3 separate regions of the Zea mays genome follow, and regions 1 and 3 are each linked to region 2. A link is a contact called in public Hi-C data. All regions are on one chromosome and are shown on one strand. Each heading gives the region's core, a stretch centred on a gene start, on an enhancer-like site or on the middle of the called end of the contact. The rest is flanking DNA. Distances are from core to core; before and after follow the strand shown.

What was found. Hi-C and Micro-C count contacts between places; a contact is called where the count stands out from the background.
Region 1: a Hi-C map of leaf shows a contact between it and region 2, with 6 times the contacts expected there. The contact joins the promoter of LOC103638747 here to the promoter of LOC103638745 in region 2. A contact is called at or near these places in 7 of 25 Hi-C or Micro-C datasets (bundle sheath, ear, leaf and 2 more).
Region 3: a Hi-C map of ear shows a contact between it and region 2, with 1.9 times the contacts expected there. The contact joins the promoter of LOC100273175 here to the promoter of LOC103638745 in region 2. A contact is called at or near these places in 6 of 25 Hi-C or Micro-C datasets (bundle sheath, ear, leaf and 2 more).

What each region holds. Positions count from the first base shown.
Region 1 is chr9:101,488,396-101,492,186 of Zm-B73-REFERENCE-NAM-5.0, reverse strand. It overlaps LOC103638747 (probable LRR receptor-like serine/threonine-protein kinase At4g37250), which reads right to left and starts at 1,594. Exons shown (of 2, transcript XM_008661572.3): 1 at 1-1,594. The coding sequence starts at 658.
Region 2 is chr9:101,300,571-101,303,975 of Zm-B73-REFERENCE-NAM-5.0, reverse strand. LOC103638745 (probable E3 ubiquitin ligase SUD1) reads right to left here and starts at 1,802. Exons shown (of 9, transcript XM_008661571.3): 1 at 1,285-1,802; 2 at 1-566. The coding sequence starts at 1,521.
Region 3 is chr9:101,546,005-101,549,628 of Zm-B73-REFERENCE-NAM-5.0, reverse strand. It overlaps LOC100273175, which reads right to left and starts at 1,507. Exons shown (of 4, transcript NM_001147620.1): 1 at 1,234-1,507; 2 at 1-211. The coding sequence starts at 1,494.

The DNA.
Region 1 (3,791 bases), core at 345-2,844, 190 kb before region 2:
CAAGGAGGCTCGGCAGCCTGCACAGCGCGGCGGGGAGGCGGCCCGCGAGCGCGTTGCCCGAGAGGTTGAGCTGCTGCAGGCCGCGCGCATAGGCCGCCGCCGCGTCCGGGAGCTCGCCTGACAGCGCGTTCCCGGCGAGCGAGAGGACGCGGAGCTCGGTGGCGTTGAGCAGCGTAGGCGGCAGGCTGCCGCTGAGGCCGTTCCCGGAGAGGTCGAGGTGGCGCAGGTGCTCGACGCGGCCGAGGTCGGGCGGCAGCGTCCCCGAGAGCTGCGCGTTGGGTAGGACGAGGCTGATGACCCGCGACACCGTGGCCGCCGCCAGCGACGCGCCGAGGCCGGCCGCCGCGGTTGCTCCGGTGGCGTTGCGCGCGACCGTCGCGGTGCCGTTGCCGTCGGCGGAGGCCGAGGTCACGTTCGCCGCCGCCGGCGCGGTGTCGTCCTGCGGGAAGCCGTTGCAGATGACGCCGTTCCAGGCGCACGGCGCGGCGTCGCTGTAGCTCCAGCCGGCCAGCGCGCCCAGCGGGTCCGCGGTGACCGTGTTCTTGAAGGACATGAGCAGCACCCCGTCCGCATTGAGCCCGCACGCGCCGGTGCACAGCGAGGCGAGAAGCAGCAGCAGCCACGCCATAGCTCCGCCGCCCCTCCTCCGCCCATCCATTACCTCTGCGGGCGAGCTTTTCCTAGACGGCCGGCACCGACGCCGAGGCCAACATGTCCGTGCTCGATCCTCCTAGCTTCCTCGGTCGGGTGCACAGCAAGCGTTGACCGACCCGGTCCGCGCCGGTTGGCTTCCTTGGTAGCTCAGCGCCCTCCCCTCGCGGTCAGGGCGCAGGGGCAGCAGGTGGAGTGGAGAGGCGGTACGAGCAGTGAGAGGTTGGCAATGGCATGTGATGCTCTGGCGGGCGGGCTGAGCGGAGCGGAATAAAGAAGCGAGGCGCCGGGTGCGGGTGGGGTGGGTGGCCGCGTGGGGTGTGGGAACTGGGAAGCCGAGGCTGCGGCCCGCGACGACAGGACAGACACAGTCACACAGAGTAGACAGGTGCCCGGAACGGCCGTGAATCCTCCCCAGTTTTGAGGTGCCCTGGCCGGCCGCGGGGCTCAGATTCCACGCCCCGGCCGCTATAAATTTTCGAGATTGTGGGACCCGAACGGCAGCCGGCATGCAGTACACACGTCGTTGTCGCCTCTGACCTCGCTCCATCTTCCTTACCGACTACCGATGGAGAAGAGACTGGCAGACTGCTCCGTCGGCCTCCATGGATGCAGATGCAGTAGGAACAACAGCTGTGCTCGGGCCCGTCGTGTGGTGGCGTGGTTCATGGCAATGGCATCGGAAAGCGTCGACCTGACGTGCGTGCCCAGGCCCATCCGAACGTCCGGTCGGGTCTCCATCGATCGCCAGCCGCGCGATGCTTTTGAGTTGGGTCGCGGTTGGGGACGGGCGGATTTGTTTCGGGGGGATATTACGTGGTCTTTGTCCTTAATTATGTGCGGTGTGGGTGCTGATGCAGGAAAAATGAAAGCGACGGATGTACACGTCGACGGCTTTTTTTTTCCAGTTAGTTACTGTTTGGTTGAAGAACCAAGTATAACGGAACCGTTCTGTCCCAGTTTTGTTGTTGTTTGGTTACAAATTAACTAGAACAGAATGGCTCCAATTAGGGAATATTCTCATCAGATCCGGAACCATTCTGCTCCAAAAAATCAACCGGACGGAGCCGCTCCGTTCCAATCCCGTTCTCACAGTCACGCTCCGTTCCGTTCACTCTGCAACCAAACAAAAACAGAGCCGCTCCGTTCCAGATTACCAAACACAGAACAGAGCAGCTCCGTTCCTAGAATCAGGGATAGAACAACTCCGTTCTAGTTGGCTGCTCAACCAAACACTAGATAGCGTCTTTAGTTTGGTACTGTACCGGACGGCGGGAGGCGCTCCTTAAAAAAAAACCCAAACTTTTGGACAGGAAACGGACACTTCATTCATACTTCAACGCTGCTAACGTCTGGGCACCTGCCTGCCGCTTTCGTACACAGTTACACTTCGCGCTCCCCTTCTCCTACCGGCCATTTCTTTTTAAACTAATTGATATTGTAACAGTAGTAACAGTCTACAGTCTACAGATAAGGTATTCCTCTCCCGAACGGTATGTTTGTACCTATATAAATGAAGAGCTTATATAAATAAAGAGCTAACATACAGCCTGTTCATTTTTAACCAATGTTCAGATCGCTACGACTGCAATCCATAAAGACAAAACACTATATAAACAATAGAAGTCATTAGGGATTAAAGCGAAATAAACATGCTAACGATTGAGACAAATAACTCCTATATCCACAAGTGGACAAGTGACTCCATGATGCCAGTGGCGAAGCTAGAGCAAATTTGATGGGGATGCAATTGCTTAATGGGTGCATAGACATCAAGTAATGTGGGTGCATATATGGTGAAAATTTGTACATTATAACTGATTCTGTATTTTTTAGGGGGTGCATTTACATCCCCTTGAATAAACCTAGCTTCGCCCCTGCATGATACCGTTGCAAGAGAGAATCAGAGAAAAATGTAGACATGAGATCGTTGCAATAGTGTATTAACATGGGAGTAATATAATCATGTATACTATGGAGAGGTTCAGTCTGTCTTAGTGTAATATATTATATCCTTTATGTGGTGGTAGCATAGATACAAGCATGAACGGAGCTTGCATATTCAGATGATGACTAAGCTAGGTAGTGGGTGTAAATAGAGAAACTAGAGGCTCTAAACTTAGGTGCTAGGATCTGAACACAATTGTCAAACTGCTTCTACGTTGCTCTACCATTGTTTTACACTACAAGTAAGACGATAGTTATAGCCTTGTATGGACAGTGAGCCCTATCTAGCAGAGGTTTAACTATTTCTATTTGGTTGTAGCTATTATGTCGTACATGGTGCACTCCTTTGGTGTGTCATAGTGGCGAGTGTGACGCGCCATAGTGGCGAGTGTGAGAGCCCACACCATCGAGTACGGTGTAGTTGATAGTCATCGTAGATTGTAGCCATGTATTGTATAATCCTAATGGGTATGCCTATGACTTCAGACGTGGCTACATTGATGCTCCACACCATCGAGTCCAGCATTGTTGGTAGACATTATAGCCACACACACCTTGCATAGCGCTCACGGGTATGCTTGTGACCTCAGTTGTGGCTATATTAACGCCTTATGATCACAAAGTCACCCCTAGCAATAAATATGAAGGACGAGAACCTTATCTCAACCACCCACCGTCACACGACCAACCTAGTCACGAGTGCACGTGGTGTCAGGGTTGTGCCACCCGAGTGCACGTGGTTCGTAGGGCATCTTTGGGTGTTGAATGGGCACCTACATAAATCCCTCACCTTATAGGGACTCATGGCCTGGTCAGCATAGGGCTTACCCCCAAGGCATAGGACCCCAAGAATGACATACTAGCACCAAGATCTATCTGCTCAACTTGACGAATAACTCGATTCTACTCCTGCCCTCTCCTTAGTTATATCTCTAAGATGTCTCTGTCTCCACGATTGAGAGCTAATTATACATATAGTTGTAGATCAAGACATCAAGGTCAAGTATAGAGTGAATTAGTCAAGTAGACATACATTGTTAGATTGAAGGGACTTCATAGTGGACTTGTAGGTGACGGTTGGTGGCAGGGGACCATGCCACATAGACACCTAGAGTGGGACAAGGTTCAATCAAGGTGACCAGGTAGGTGGCGGTGGCACGACGCCTAGGTGGGAAGCTATGAAGTGACACCTA
Region 2 (3,405 bases), core at 553-3,052:
ACCTGAGCCTCAAGTCGTTCTAATCGAGCAGCAACATTTTCCGCATTTCTCCTCAAAAGTTCACCAGCACCGATTCCTTGGGCTTCTGCTAATTCATCAATATTTCCATCTGCAGGAACCCTATTATTAGGACCAGCTAGCCTCCTGACAGCCCGAGCACCATGCCTTTCACGACCTCCATCATCCCTCTCAGCATCATGTCCACCAAGTTCACGCAAATGCCTTATGTAGTCCCGTAATGAGGTGGCTCCAAGAAATATAAGGACAATGATAGCTGAGAGAAGGAACCCATGAAGGCAATCGCTAAGAATCAACTGAGCACTGATGTGACTGAGGAACAGCCTTTGCGCTTCACCAATACTTCTCACCAATGTTAACCGCCAAATCCAATAGGTAATGAATGGGATAATCATGAGCCAAACTGAGAGAACAAAGGCAAGCCGAAGGATGAATTGAAACACATGGCATGCTTTCATTCCAACACCAACAATCAGTTCCTGGAAAGGGAGTCTTGTCGGAGCATTATCAGCGTACACGGGTGAGAAGGAGAATGCATGTTTACAGACCTGCAGTGCACAGATGCATAAATCAGAAATTATCTAGAGAAAATGGAGTTATGACAAACAAGACACACATCATCATCATGAGTATGTTTTTTTCCTTGGCGATACAAGCCATTACTACCCAGCCGTACAGCTGTGCTTGGAACCCCCAACTAACACTTGTTCGCTCATTTTCTCTAGATTAGCAAAATGCATTATTCAAGAGGAGGTTTGTTCTAACGATTCCAATCCTATAGAATTCCTCCATTTTTCCTTGTTACAAAGGGGACCTAAGAGAACATAAGGCAACTGAAACTGCAAATCAATCATCAATATCAAGCCAATAGTCTCACTGCTAAGAAGCACAAGATGAGTCTTGCTGCAGGTTAACAGAATTACTATGCCTCTGAAAATACTCTGAAACCACAAGAGCATCGGAGTATTATGAAAATTCATTTGCTAGCTGAATAATCATCAAAACTATGCAATTGCCTGATTCCGAACCTCAATCCCCTAATTCTAGCAACTGAAAAGGCAAGAATAATAGCCTTATCCATTTATCAATGCCTATTAACATAGTTTTGACCCAATCTACACGCCATATCAAAGAAACAGCACCCATATCACCAGCTCAACATTAAATCGATCGATTCCACCACGCAATCGAACTAATCAATCCCTAAAGCAACGACCCAGCGGCGTCCCCGTCGCTGAGTGAGGGCAGGGGCGGCGGCGATATTACCTCGCACTGGCGCGAGTTGCTATGGTCGAGCCACTGGAGGAGGCAGTCCTGGTGCACGAATTTGATGCTTCCGCTGCAGGCGCACGGGTAGCGCAGCGGGTGGTCCTCGTCGCCGCGGTTGCGGCAGATCCGGCACACGTCCCCCTCCTCTTCCTCCTCGTCGTCCTCCTCCCCGTGCGGCGGCCGCGGCTCCTCCGGCAGCTCGCCCGCGACGGACCGTTCGGCCATCTCCGCCATGGCTGCCTCGATGGGGGCGGCGGCGAGGTTAGCCGCGATCGATCGATCGCCCGGGGGGAACGCGGATATAGGCGGTGGTGGGAAGTTGCAGCGAAAACAGGATGAAAAAACGTGGGTTTTTTAGTAGCCTCCTTAATGACGCACCGGTGACGAGGCGCTGGCGGTCGGCTTAACGGGTCCCGATAGGATGGATCCGGTGGTGGGTCCGTGGGTGTGGCCGTGTCGGTTTGGAGATCCGACCTCCGGAGTGTTCTATTTATGATTTATCAAGCTCGACATACTAGAATCTACGCTACGCCTCCTTTTTTTAAGAAAAAAATGGTGGTAAAGTGCTACTTTTGATATTTTTTCCTGTGATTGAAAGCCTATATCGGGATGAAAATGGTCATTAAACATTATTATAACCAGTAGACTTGCACGTACCATATGTGTATAACAGGTTTATTCGAAGAATAAATCTTTTGGGTCAAGCACGGTTGGTTTTTTTATCTTTTGTTATGGATAATGTCTAGTATGTTTTTGTTTACCTTTTGTATATCACACCTTTATTAGTTAAATAAGATATTGCTCTTCTTTGGAGCAACTTAAATAAAGTCGTAAACCAGCCTGAAACCAATATTAGAAGAGGAATCATTTTTTTCTCCAACAGCTCTCTCTTTTCTTTCCCCGAAAATCTTAGTGGCCCACATCCAGCTCCTCTTCTCCCATTTAAGACTGTTTGGTTGGCTTCTCTACGTAGCCTGGCTGCATGAGTCAGGCCGACGGGAGCCTGGCTCCATAAATGCAACCAATTTGCTCGTGCCTGCAGAGCCTGGCTTAGGATGATTTGAGTATCAGGGTGCTTTGAGTATCGTGCGAGCCTGGCTCTACATCTGCATGCAGGTAACCAAACACACACCTCGCACGTATAGAGCCTGATTGACAATAACCAAACACCAGCTCATTGCATCCCGCGATGCAAGCACCAGCAAATACAGGCAACCAAACACACGGTTATTTTCTGGTGAGTGATTCCTCTCTAAACTGGGCGTCCGCGCAACTGAGTTGTCTCCCGCGTTTTTTTTTCATGAGCGTGGTTTTGGTGGAGGAGGGAAGCGACGATGGTGGCAGGAGAGCCATCAGTGGCGTTGGAGGAGGCATGGCGGTGGCTAAGATGCATCCAGCAAGATTTGTCGTACAAATTTGTTGAGCCTAATCACATTGGAACTGGCCGACCTTGTGGGAGGTGGTATCCATTGATGGCATGATCTCGCATAGGCGGCAATGAAGCTCAAAACTGCGATGGTGGAGGCCCCTTGCGAGGTACTTTCCAAGTTGTAAAACCTCCCCATCCCATGTCAGACGGTGTCGGAGTTTAGTCCGACCTAGTTGCATCCTCCTTCTTCGAAGATAGCGGCAACCTCCCTTCTTCGTTCAACCTTCAACAAACGGTATGAAAATTGAAATGTACGTTCAAGAAAATTACATATGGTCGGCTCCTTTTCATTGCATTTCTAATAAACTTAATAATATATTTTCTAAACACAATTCTTTTCCTGCTACAATTGTTGAGGTTCTATCAGGTTGTCCTTTCACTGTGCTATAGAATACCTATTGGGATAGATAGTTGAATCTCATATTTGTTTGTTTTTGTTATGTTGTCATTATTTTAAAAGGAGGAGATTATAAGGAAATGGACTAAGGTCTATTTAATAGTTAAGTTTTGGTGTTTGATGACCAACATAATCATTTGGACTAACATTATTTGCTAGTGTTTATAGATATAGTTCAAAGGATGTAACATGAACTTGGACGAAAACAAGGTGGTGATCGATATGATAAACACCTCAATAAAGATACTAGAAGAATCATTGAATACCTAGAAGATCATGCAATAGTCCAAGA
Region 3 (3,624 bases), core at 258-2,757, 250 kb before region 2:
TGTAACCAAATGACCGGAAGACGCAGATGAAGGCCACGACGATGCCAACCGCAGTCGCACTGAATGTGAAGGGAGCTGTTACATTCCCTGTAGCGACCGCAGAGAACGACAGGATCCCGGCCGAAACGACCGTACACACCAACTGGGACCAGAACCCCAGGGTGCCCACATTCTTGAAATGCCGTGCTGTTTTCTCTAGCTTTTTGCTAACCTGCAAAAGAAAGGTAATCACTGATTGGCTATATACTTGAGAATCATAGCGTGCTTAGTAAATGTACGTTGGGGGGGACACGAGTGTTGGAATCGTAGCATGCATGCTGGGAGCAGGAGTTCTGGAAGTCCCCAGTAACTATATGATGGAGGAAAATAGCTTACGTGCATGACAATCTAGAAAGACCACCATGTTAAAGTTTACTTAGGAAACTACTCTGTTAAAGTTTGACAATTTAACCAAGTCGCTCTATGCTAACAGTCGAGTGACAGAAGACGGTACCTCCTAGCTAACACGAGTGTTGGACTGTTGGTAGATCCCAGTACCTAGGTGATGGAGAAAAATAGCTGGGGTGCCTAAAAATTTAGAAAGGTAACCGTGTTGAAGTTTATCTAGGAAACACAACTCTCTTGAAGTTGAAGGTCACCATGTCGAAGTTTATTTAGGAAACAACTCTCTTGAAGCTTGACAATTTAACCAAGTTACTATAGGATAAGAGTCAAGTAACACAAGGTAGCACCTCTAGCTAACACATGGATATTGGCAAATGTTACAGTAAGTCAGTAACACAACTTCAGAAATCATGAACAAAAGATATCACAGTTTACATGAGATTTTGGTAGAACTAATAAATGTGGTTTCTGAATATGGTAAAACTAAACGATATCACACCTCTTCTGATAAATGGACTAAGGCAATGTATCAAGGATGACAAATATGGTTAATACTGATCGAATGCTAAGCAGCTAAGGTGTGCCACTTCATTCAATCACACCAGACCACAGAAGGCATTTGGTTGCTTCTGTCTTCCTCCAAAGGAGTAGCAGAATAAGAAACTACCACGGCATTGCTTACATTTTCTTTCCTTGCGCATTCGCTGATGTGCTCTACTAGCTCACTCAAATAGTCAAAATACTGGAGAACCTCGTCGCCCAATTGGCAGAAACAACGAGCACGTGGTTGCAAGAATCTCAATCTCCAGACTCCAGGACGCTTGACTAACACTCTATGGCTGTCCTTACCTGAGCCAGCTTGGCGCGTTCGGCCTCGGCCTCCGCGGAGAGAGGGCTGGGGTCAGGAGGACCGGATGCCGCCGCCCCAGCCTCTGGAGCCGCGGCGGCGAGGTGGCGCGGCAAAGAGATTCGGCCGGCGGAATAGAATGAGGTACCACCGACAGCAGCCCCACGACTGGGAGCGGAGAAGTGGGGCTTCGGCGCCGGCCGCCGCCTCAGCGTCGGGAGGGGCGGCCTTGGTGGCGCCGGGGAGAGGTGGAGCGACCGCATTTTGTGATTTGTGTTGTGTGGCGTTCGGGCGGTTACCGGTCACGCGGGTTTTCCACTCATTCTTTGCTTGGGTAGTGCGGGTTACAAAAAGATTCGACGATTAAGGACATTTTCCATATATATATATATATATATATATATATATATATATATATATATATATATATATATTGTAAGGACTTGTTTGAAAATTTAAATTTTTTTCAGGATTCTTGGGAAGGATTCTTAGATTAAGTAAAAAATTAGCTCATTTTTTACTCAAACCCTGAGAATCTATAAGAGGATTTAAGTTTTTAAACTAGCCATAAGCCCATAACAGTACCTCTCCGTTTAGATGTCAATATTGAAGGACATAAAATTGAATTGAGTTCTATACCGAATCAGTCATAGTATTGAAATAAAATGTAATTTCAATTCTATTGTTTAGATGTCACTGAATTGAAATTTAGAATGGTCTAATTCCACTCAATTTTAAGGGGTGATGCTTTGTATCGAGAGAGAGTTTCTAGTCCAAATCCAGAGAATTGGTCTCTGATTTCGAATCTCAATTCTATGTGCAACCAAATAATAGAATTAAAAAAACTGATTCTAATTTTCAATTTTGTGTTCCAATATCTACGTCTAAACGGGGCTATACAAATTTAGGTCCAAAAAGTTCATAATTTGGAGAGGAAAAGAACACACTGAATCATGTGAAGCTTTTAGCAGTGAAAGAAGAAATTTCAGAATGAAAAAAATGCGACGACCTTGGCTATCAAACTATATATCAGAACTTCACAGAATCTGTTGTTTATAATATGCTTTTCAGAACGGAAATAAGAAATAGTTTCCCCAAGCTAGGATTCTAGGTATTAGAAGTTTTCTACAAATGACTTTACCTATACAGGTACGTGATTAGGAAAACAGTATGTTTCTATAATTCTATATTGTCTCCATTGAACTTGACTATTGATATCTGACCAGCAATGGTTTTTTTTCTTAAACGTATAATCACGTAACATGAAAATAGTATAAATATATATACCTCCTCCGTTTCAAAACAACTGCGCTGTTAGCATTTAAAATCTGAACCACAAAGAGAGCGTATTTAGCTTATGGATCACCTAAAGCTATCATATCTCTTATCCGATCTCATATTTTAAACTTCTCTCTATAAATAGTGTTAAATAATATCATCATCTACAGTTCCGTGTTACCTATTTTTCACACTCCACTGAAGACAGTGTTTCCATACGAAGAGTTTATATCTCCTGTCACATCACGTCCTATTAACTATCGATCATGCTATTGATCATTGTCATCTTTTAACTATCCAACGTGAACCAACGTTTGTAGCCTCTTCTCTTGTACACCTCCAACGGGATTCGATTTATCTCTGATACAGGCAGAGGTTTAATCGGATCGCATTCAAACAAATATTGTTGTACTATATTTGTTTTTATATTTTCTCTTGGATTTGGACCGTATATTGAGTTGTGTCGCAAGATTTGAATGGATATTGATATCTTAAATATCCAACTTTAAATATACAGACATATATATAAATCAGATACGGATCGGATACAGAATACCTGGACTCGAATACGAATTAGATATTAGCCTTCTTTGATGGATCAAATTCTTTGTTTTTTTATATAGGGGGGGGAGCCCTCTGACAAACGGTGGCGCCAAATTTTCAGATCATGTACAACCTTAGAAATTATTCCGGGGGCTGTGGAAGTTGCACCATCATGGATGTATCTATTCCTACAATCCCATATCGTCCGCCACAGAATAGCAGGTAAAATATACGAGCGGCTGCTTCCTGGGATGTCTTCAGGCAGGGAGTAAGCGATGTCGGCAGTAAGATTATGTTTGGTTCCGGTAAATTGTTTCGTGATCGGTAAATTGTTCCGGCAATCAAACAAATGGAGGTAATCATTGCACGGAAGCATATGCCACCCACAATTCATTCCATTGCCGTTACCATTCTCGAAGCCAAACCAAACAGCACCTAAGGCCTAAGGCTGTCTCCAACAATGTCCTCTATATTCATCCTCTATATCTGTCCTTTATAGTCTCCTCTAAAAGATTTCATCCTCTATATCTCATTTCTCTCCAACAACGTCCTTTAAATCATGTCCTCTATAC